Regions from separate parts of the Macaca mulatta genome. Here region 1 is linked to region 2. A link is a contact called in public Hi-C data. All regions are on one chromosome and are shown on one strand. The core of a region is the stretch at or near the end of the contact, and the rest is flanking DNA. Distances in the headings are between cores, read along the strand shown. Region 1 has its middle 50 kb from the start of PPP1R17. Region 2 overlaps PDE1C (phosphodiesterase 1C).

Region 1 (3,516 bases), core at 280-2,779, 460 kb before region 2:
CCCAATCAGCATCTTTTGATGTCACCTGGGAACTCATTACAAATGCAGAACCTCCTGCCCCACCCAAATCAGAATTTCATTTTTACATGAGCCATAGGTGATTTGTAAGCACTTGATTAATGTTTGAAAAGGATTGCATAGGCTGGGCGCAGTGGCTCATGCCTGTAATCCCAGCACTTTGGGAAGCTGACATGGGCGGATCACCTGAGGTTGGGAGTTCAGGACCAGCCTGACCAACATGGAGAAACCCCGTCTCTACTGAAAATACAAAATTAGCCAGGCGTGGTGGTGCATGCCTGTAATCCCAGCTACTTGGGAGGCTGAGGCAGGAGAATCGCTTGAACCTGGAAGGCGGAGGTCGCGGCGAGCCGAGATCATGCCATTGCACTCCAGCCTGGGCAACAAGAGTGAAACTCTGTCTCAAAAAAAAAAAAAAAAAAAAGAAAAGAAAAAGGAAAAGAAAGAAAAAAGCACTGCATTTAAGTGTCATGAGGGCAGTGTAAGCAAATGTCCCAGGCCTGCTATTGCCTCATCAAACCACACAGAAGGCATCTATCTGCTGGGGTCAGACTTCAGATCCTGCCCTGGACACTTAGTAGCTGTGGATCTTGGGTGACATTGTGAACTTTGAATTTCAGTTTCCTCATCTGTCAGGTGAGAATAATGGCTGCTTCTGTCACCTTGGGGTAGTCATAAATATTAAATGAAATAATGCTTACAAAATAGAATGTCTGCTCCAGAGTGAAAGGTGAAAAAGCAATCGTTTCTTTTTCCTTTTGGGTCTGTGGCTCTAGGGCAGGTTGGTTGTCTCCTTCTGTGCCTTTAATAGATTGTAATTGCAGAAGTGGCAAAATTGTATATACAGTCATCCCTCCGTATCTGTGGCAGATCGGTTTCAGGACCTCCTCCCCATACCCAAATCCAAGGGTACTCAAGTCTCTTATATAAAATGGCGTAGTATTTGCACATCCTCCCATATACGTTACATCATCTCTAGAATACTTACAATACCTAATACAATGCCTACACATTCATGTGGATTCAATAGTGCTTTGGTGTGTGGCAAATTCAAATTTTGATTTTTGGAAATTTGTGGATTTTTTTTCCCCAAATATTCTCAATCTACAGTTGGGTGAATCCAAGGCTTTAGTACCCACAAATACAAAGGGCTGATTGATTGTAGAGTCAGTGGGGAGATGAATACCCATGAGAACAGCCAAGCACATGCAAACATGCACTCTCATTCCAGGTCTTGTACCAACAGGTACTCCCTGGAAATGTGGGCAGGCTTGCCTTAGGGATTTCTTTGTCCCTACAATGAGGCCTGTAGACAGAGAAAAACTGGCTGTGGGCTTGATTTTTACATTTTCCAAGGGCAGCCTGAATAATCCTGCCTAATAGACAAGGACACATTCTTCCCTAAGACTGTGAGTTCCCCAAACTGGAGACCCAGGCTCACTCCTACTGGATCCACCCCACACCTAAGGCAGTGCCTGGAGACTAGAACGGCTCAATATGTGTTTGCTGGCTTGAGTGGAATGTGCCAAGCCAGCCTCCATTCTTCTCTATCCTGGGGAACCTTGGTCCAACAGTGTAGCTTTTTCCCCTACACACCACCGCCACCTGCAGGACAAATTGTCACACTGCAGTTGCTTGCTAATGCTAGAGCCTTTAATATTTGGGAAACACTGATTTGTTATCTGCATGTTCAATGTGTTATGATACTTCATGCAAGGTTGAGGTTTATTTCTGCCTGGCAAAATTTTTTTCCTCACAGATAAAAATGTTATAGAGTTAACATTATGGGTGCACAAAAAAAGAGACGTGATATTCCAAATTATGAGAATCCCTTGTGTGGAGGGAGGCTCAGGGTGACAGCGGTGTGAAATGAGGTGGGGAGGCTGAATCAGGTTTCCTTCAGGCATCTGCAAAGTTAGCCACTTAATGCGGATGATGTTCTAATTACAAACTAGTTATTCATTATAACAACTCTTCTAATTCTTTTCTTCCCCCTTAAACAAACAAACAAACAAACAAAAAACAAAAAAACAAGGGTCTCCCTCTGTTGCCCAGGCTGGAGTGCAGTGGTGTGACCATGGCTCACTGCAGCCTTGACTCCTGTGCTCAGGTGATTCTCCTGCCTCAGTGTCCCAAATAGCTGGGACTACAGGCATGCACCACCATGCTGGGCTAATTTTATTTTATTACTTTTTTTTTTTTTTTTTTTTTGTAGAGATGATATCTCACTTTGTTGAGCAAGCTGACCTTGAACTCCTGGCCTCAAACAATCCTCCCACCTCAGCTTCCCAAAGTGCTTGCATTACAGGTGTGAGCCACCATGCCCTTCCAATTCTTCTAATTCTTTTTTTTTTTTTTTTTTTTTTTTTGAGACGGAGTCTCGCTCTGTCACCCAAACTGGAGTGCAGTGGCTGGATGTCAGCTCACTGCAAGCTCCGCCTCCCGGGTTCATGCCATTCTCCTGCCTCAGCCTCCCGAGTAGCTGGGACTACAGGCGCCCGCCACCTCGCCTGGCTAGTTTTTGTTTTTGTATTTTTTAGTAGAGACGGGATTTCACTGTGTTAGCCAAGATGGTCTTGATCTCCTGACCTCATGATCTGCCCGTCTCGGCCTCCCAAAGTGCTGGGATTACAGGCTTGAGCCACTGCGCCCGGCCCAACTCTTCTAATTCTAACCATAGCTATAGAAAAAAATATATAGATAAATGAATACCACCACCATTAACCTAGTTTGGTCTCTTTGCTTCATGTAAAATAAAACTGTTTCTCTTGAAACCTAGAATCAAAAATGTAGCTTTTCAGTAGTTCAGACTGACTTGCCAACATAAGTCTGAATTCACTCTCAAATATAAAACATCGTCTCTACTCCAAGATATTGTAGTGTAGAAAAGCAAGGCCAGGCTGGGCACAGTGGCTCATGCCTGTAATGCCAGCACTTTGGGAGGCTGAGGTGGGCAGATCACCTGAGGTCAGGAGTTCGAGACCAGCCTGGCAAACATGGTGAAACCCCATCTCTACTAAAAATACAAAAATTAGCTGGGTGTGGTGGTGGAGGCCTGTAATCCCAGCTACTCAGGAGGCCCAGGCAGGAGAACTGCTTGAATCAGGAGGCAGAGGTTGCAGTGAGCCAAGATCGCACCATGGCACTCCAGCCTGGGTGACAGAGTGACACTCCATCTCAAAAAACAAAACAAAACAAAAACAAAACAACAACAACAAAAAACCAAACCAAACCAAAACAAAAACACAAGAAATCCATTTCTTCTGCAATAACCATTCAAAAACACTCTGGTTTTGATCATCATAAATAAGGAGAGGAAAGAACCAGAGATTTAAACCTTGTTTGCCTCAAAGGACTGTTATATAGGTTAAATGACAGCATAGAAAACCTGAAAAATGGCCAGGCGCGGTGGCTCAAGCCTGTAATCCCAGGAGGAGGCCGAGACGGGCGGATCACGAGGTCAGGAGATCGAGACCATCCTGGCTAACACGGTGAAAC
Region 2 (3,546 bases), core at 608-3,107:
GTGAAGCCCCTTGTGGGCAATCAGAGAAATTTTGGGTCAACATAAGTTGCAGTCTAACTGTGGCTCTGAAACACAGATGTGTCACAGGTCACTGGGGGAGCTGGGAGAGGATGATTATAAGTGTAGGAAAGAAGCTAGTAGCCAGCCGTCTTGTGTTCTTTTGTGTTGCTTGCGTGGTTGATTGGTTGGTTGGTTTTTGTGGTATGAAAACTTAACAGGAGAGCTATCTTCTTAATGTATTTTAAAGTGCACAATACCATATTGTTAACTACAGGGATTATGTTGTACAGCAGATCTCTACATCTTATTCATCTTACATAATGGAAACTTTATACCCATGAAGCAACAACTTTCCGTTTGCTCCTCCCCACACCCAGCTCCTAGCAAACACCATCCAATTCTGCGTTTCTATTAGTTTAACTATTTTTCCTTGCCATAGCACCCAAAATGTACCTGATTTGTCTGTCCTGGATCCCTTATATGGTTCTGTCTAAAACATAGTACATGCCCCTGAGAACACTGAAAGCCCAGCCACCAGCCACATACCCCCGCTCATGGTATTTCTCAGTCATTCCTCCCACTTATTTCTTCTTCTTCTTTTTGTCTTCATCCATCCCCAGTTCAAGCTCCCTTCTTTTGTCACCAACTCTCCTAGCTATAACAACTGATCTAGCAAAGTTCCCTGACTGAACTCTAGCACTGTCTCAGACATGATTTTGAGTTCCCCCTGGGGCTCCACACATGGCATCACCATGTCATAGGTGCTGCCTCCCTCTATTTCAATCAACCCCGGCGCTCACCCCACTGCACACCTCTGCCTCCCATTTCCCACCTCTGCTGAGGGAAGGGGATCATTCACCCAGCACACAAATACAAAAGGCCTCCCCTTGCTTCAGTCCCCCATCCACCGTAAGTACTCCAGCTCTTTCACAGGAAAATCTATTTCCAAAAATACCTGGATTTTTAATTAATCTCTATTTTCTTATTGCTTTTGATACCACTATAGTAGTCCCCCATTATCCGAAGGGGTACGTTCCAACAACTGCCTGAAACCAGGAATGGTGCCTAACATAATTGCTGTTAATCAGAACACGATTCTGTTCATGTCTACCATCCGCAAATTTAATAATACTTCCATCTTAACTAAGCACTTATCCTGTCCTGTGGCTGTAACTTTTGTAGCTTTAGTGTAACAACAAAACTAGCACAAATTTGTTTCCTTCTTTACAGTTTCACAGATAGAAAATTTGCTCTCCCTGTGGATCTCAGCAACCTTGGCATACAATTTTTTTTTATTTTTTTTCTTTATTAAGGCAAGAACTTTCACCTTTTCACTTAAAGGAAGCACTTGATGGCTTCTCCGTGATGTATCTGAATTGCCAGCATCAGTACTCTTGCACTTTTTACTAAGTGCACTTCGAAATTGCACTTAGGCAATTCCTAAATAAAATCAGGGTGATTTGAACACAAGCACTGCAATCTGATAAACAAGAGGGCTCCTAAGTCACTAACTTGTGGGTAGCATCTGCACATGTATCCACTGGACAAAGGGAGGATTAACATCATGGGTAGGGCAGAGTGAGATTTCATCTCGCTATTCAGAGCAGCACTCAGATCAAAACTTGTGAATTGTTTATTCCTGGAATTTTCCATTTCACAATTTCAGACCACTGTTAACCACAAGTAACAAAACTGGGAAAGTGAAACCGCGGATAAGGGAAGACATTTGTATTTTCTTTTCCACGATTGCTCATCTTGGGGGAGAAATTAGTCCTCCCTCAGGGAAGCAATCAGAACTCCAGCATAGAGCTGCCCAGCCACAAGAGCTTTGTGGGCGCTGTCTCCCTCGCTCTGGCTCCTCCAATGCCCTGGACTCCCAACAGAAGCTCTGTCCAATGCACTGAATGCAGTGTCTTTTACATCTTCTAGAGGAGAGAGACGAAATCAAAATCTGGGCTTTTTCTGCCACACTGTGGCCATGTCTGAACACTACATGTGGCCTTCATTCCCTTACATGTGGTATTGAGAGTTGTTTTCACTGAAGATTAGAAGTTACCTTCTTTACCTGTTATCCCCATTCAAGCCCTTAAGCCTCAGCTGATGCTCGCCTCCTCCAGAAGGACTCCCTTGAATTCACCTCCATGCCAGGTTGGCTGAGGCCTCCCCGTTCTGACTCTCCCAGCTCCTCCTACCATTCGCTAGCATTTCCCTCCACACGCTGTATTGTAGCAGTCACTTCTGTCTCCCTGATTAGATTGTGAACTCTTTGAAGACAAACCGACTCATCTGTGTTATTTCCAGGGCTCACAGACGAACAGAAAATTCTTCAATAAGTATATATGAAATTAAAGAAAAAAGAGAAGAAGAGAGAGGAGGAAGGCTGAAAACTCAGGGTAATAACAACCACCCACATTTATTGAGCGCTTGTGGTATACAGTCCCTGTGCTTCATATAATGGATTCCAGGGTATCAGGGCCAATATCCACCTCTGCTGCCCCAGCTTCATCCAGCAATTGAAGGGTCCATGTCTGTCCTGTCAGGGGCTTCCTGGACTCTAGTCCTTCATATAGTCCATGACCAACATCTGTTCTGATGTTCAGTGACCACTTAACATGTTTTTAAGTATTTTAACATTCACCCTTGCATGTGATCATCCACAACAACTTGGAAATAAGTTCTAATATTGAGAGGAGAAGCCGGCTGGGCTTCTGGGTGGGGTGGGGACTTGGAGAACTTTTCTGTCTAGCTAAAGGATTGTAAATGCACCAATCAGCACTCAGTAAAAATGGACCAGTCAGCACTCTGTAAAATGGACCAATCAGCTCTCTGTAAAATGGACCAATCAGCAGAATGTGGGTGGGGCCAAATAAGGGAATAAAAGCAGAGCACCGGCGCTAGCAGCTGCAACGCTGTTGGGTGGGCTTCCAAACTGTGGCAGGTTTGTTCTTTCACTCTTTGCAATACATTTTGCGGCTGCTCACTCTGGGTCTACGGTACCTTTATGAGCTGTAACACTCACTGTGAAGGTCTGCAGCTTCACTCCTGAAGCCAGCGAGACCACAAGCCACAGGGAGGAAAGAACAACTCAGGATGCGCCACCTTTAAGAACTGTAACACTTACTGCTAAGGTCTGCACCTTCACTCCTGAAGTCAGCAAGATTACCAACCCACCAGAAGGAAGAAACTCTGGACACATTTGAACATTTGAAGGAACAAACTCCGGACACACCATCTTTAAGAACTGTAACACATGAGGGTCCTCAGCTTCATTCTTGAAGTCAGCAAGACCAAGAACCCACCAGAAGGAACCAATTCTGGACACAGTATTGTCCTAGGAGCAAGGTGAGGAAAGTGTGGCTTAGATGGGTTAAGTTACCTGCCCACGGTGGCACAGAATTCATAATTCTGGACACAGAATCCAACTCCAGGCTTGACACCAGCGCTTACATACCTAATGGTTTCTGAGGACTCTCCCACTAGCATGTAGGAGACCCTTGAAGACATATTGTGGAGGGGTTTGGGGAGTGTGTACACTGGCAATGGGAA

Evidence for each region. A called contact is a pair of places that touch in the nucleus more often than the background predicts.
Region 1: a contact with region 2 is called in a Hi-C map of fetal cortical plate, with 6 times the contacts expected there. The contact joins two enhancer-like sites. A contact is called at or near these places in 6 of 14 Hi-C or Micro-C datasets (cortical neurons, fetal cortex germinal zone, fetal cortical plate and 3 more).

Annotation. Positions count from the first base shown.
Region 1 is chr3:96,644,719-96,648,234 of T2T-MMU8v2.0, reverse strand. No RefSeq gene overlaps it. Among named protein-coding and RNA genes, the nearest start is that of PPP1R17, 50 kb to the left of the region's middle. Within about 2 kb of position 1,529, at least 9 of the 40 cell types and tissues checked have an H3K27ac peak or open chromatin away from gene starts, as enhancers often do.
Region 2 is chr3:96,183,477-96,187,022 of T2T-MMU8v2.0, reverse strand. All of the region lies in intron 2 of PDE1C (phosphodiesterase 1C), which reads right to left. Among named protein-coding and RNA genes, the nearest start is that of PDE1C, 100 kb to the right of the region's middle. Within about 2 kb of position 1,857, at least 5 of the 40 cell types and tissues checked have an H3K27ac peak or open chromatin away from gene starts, as enhancers often do.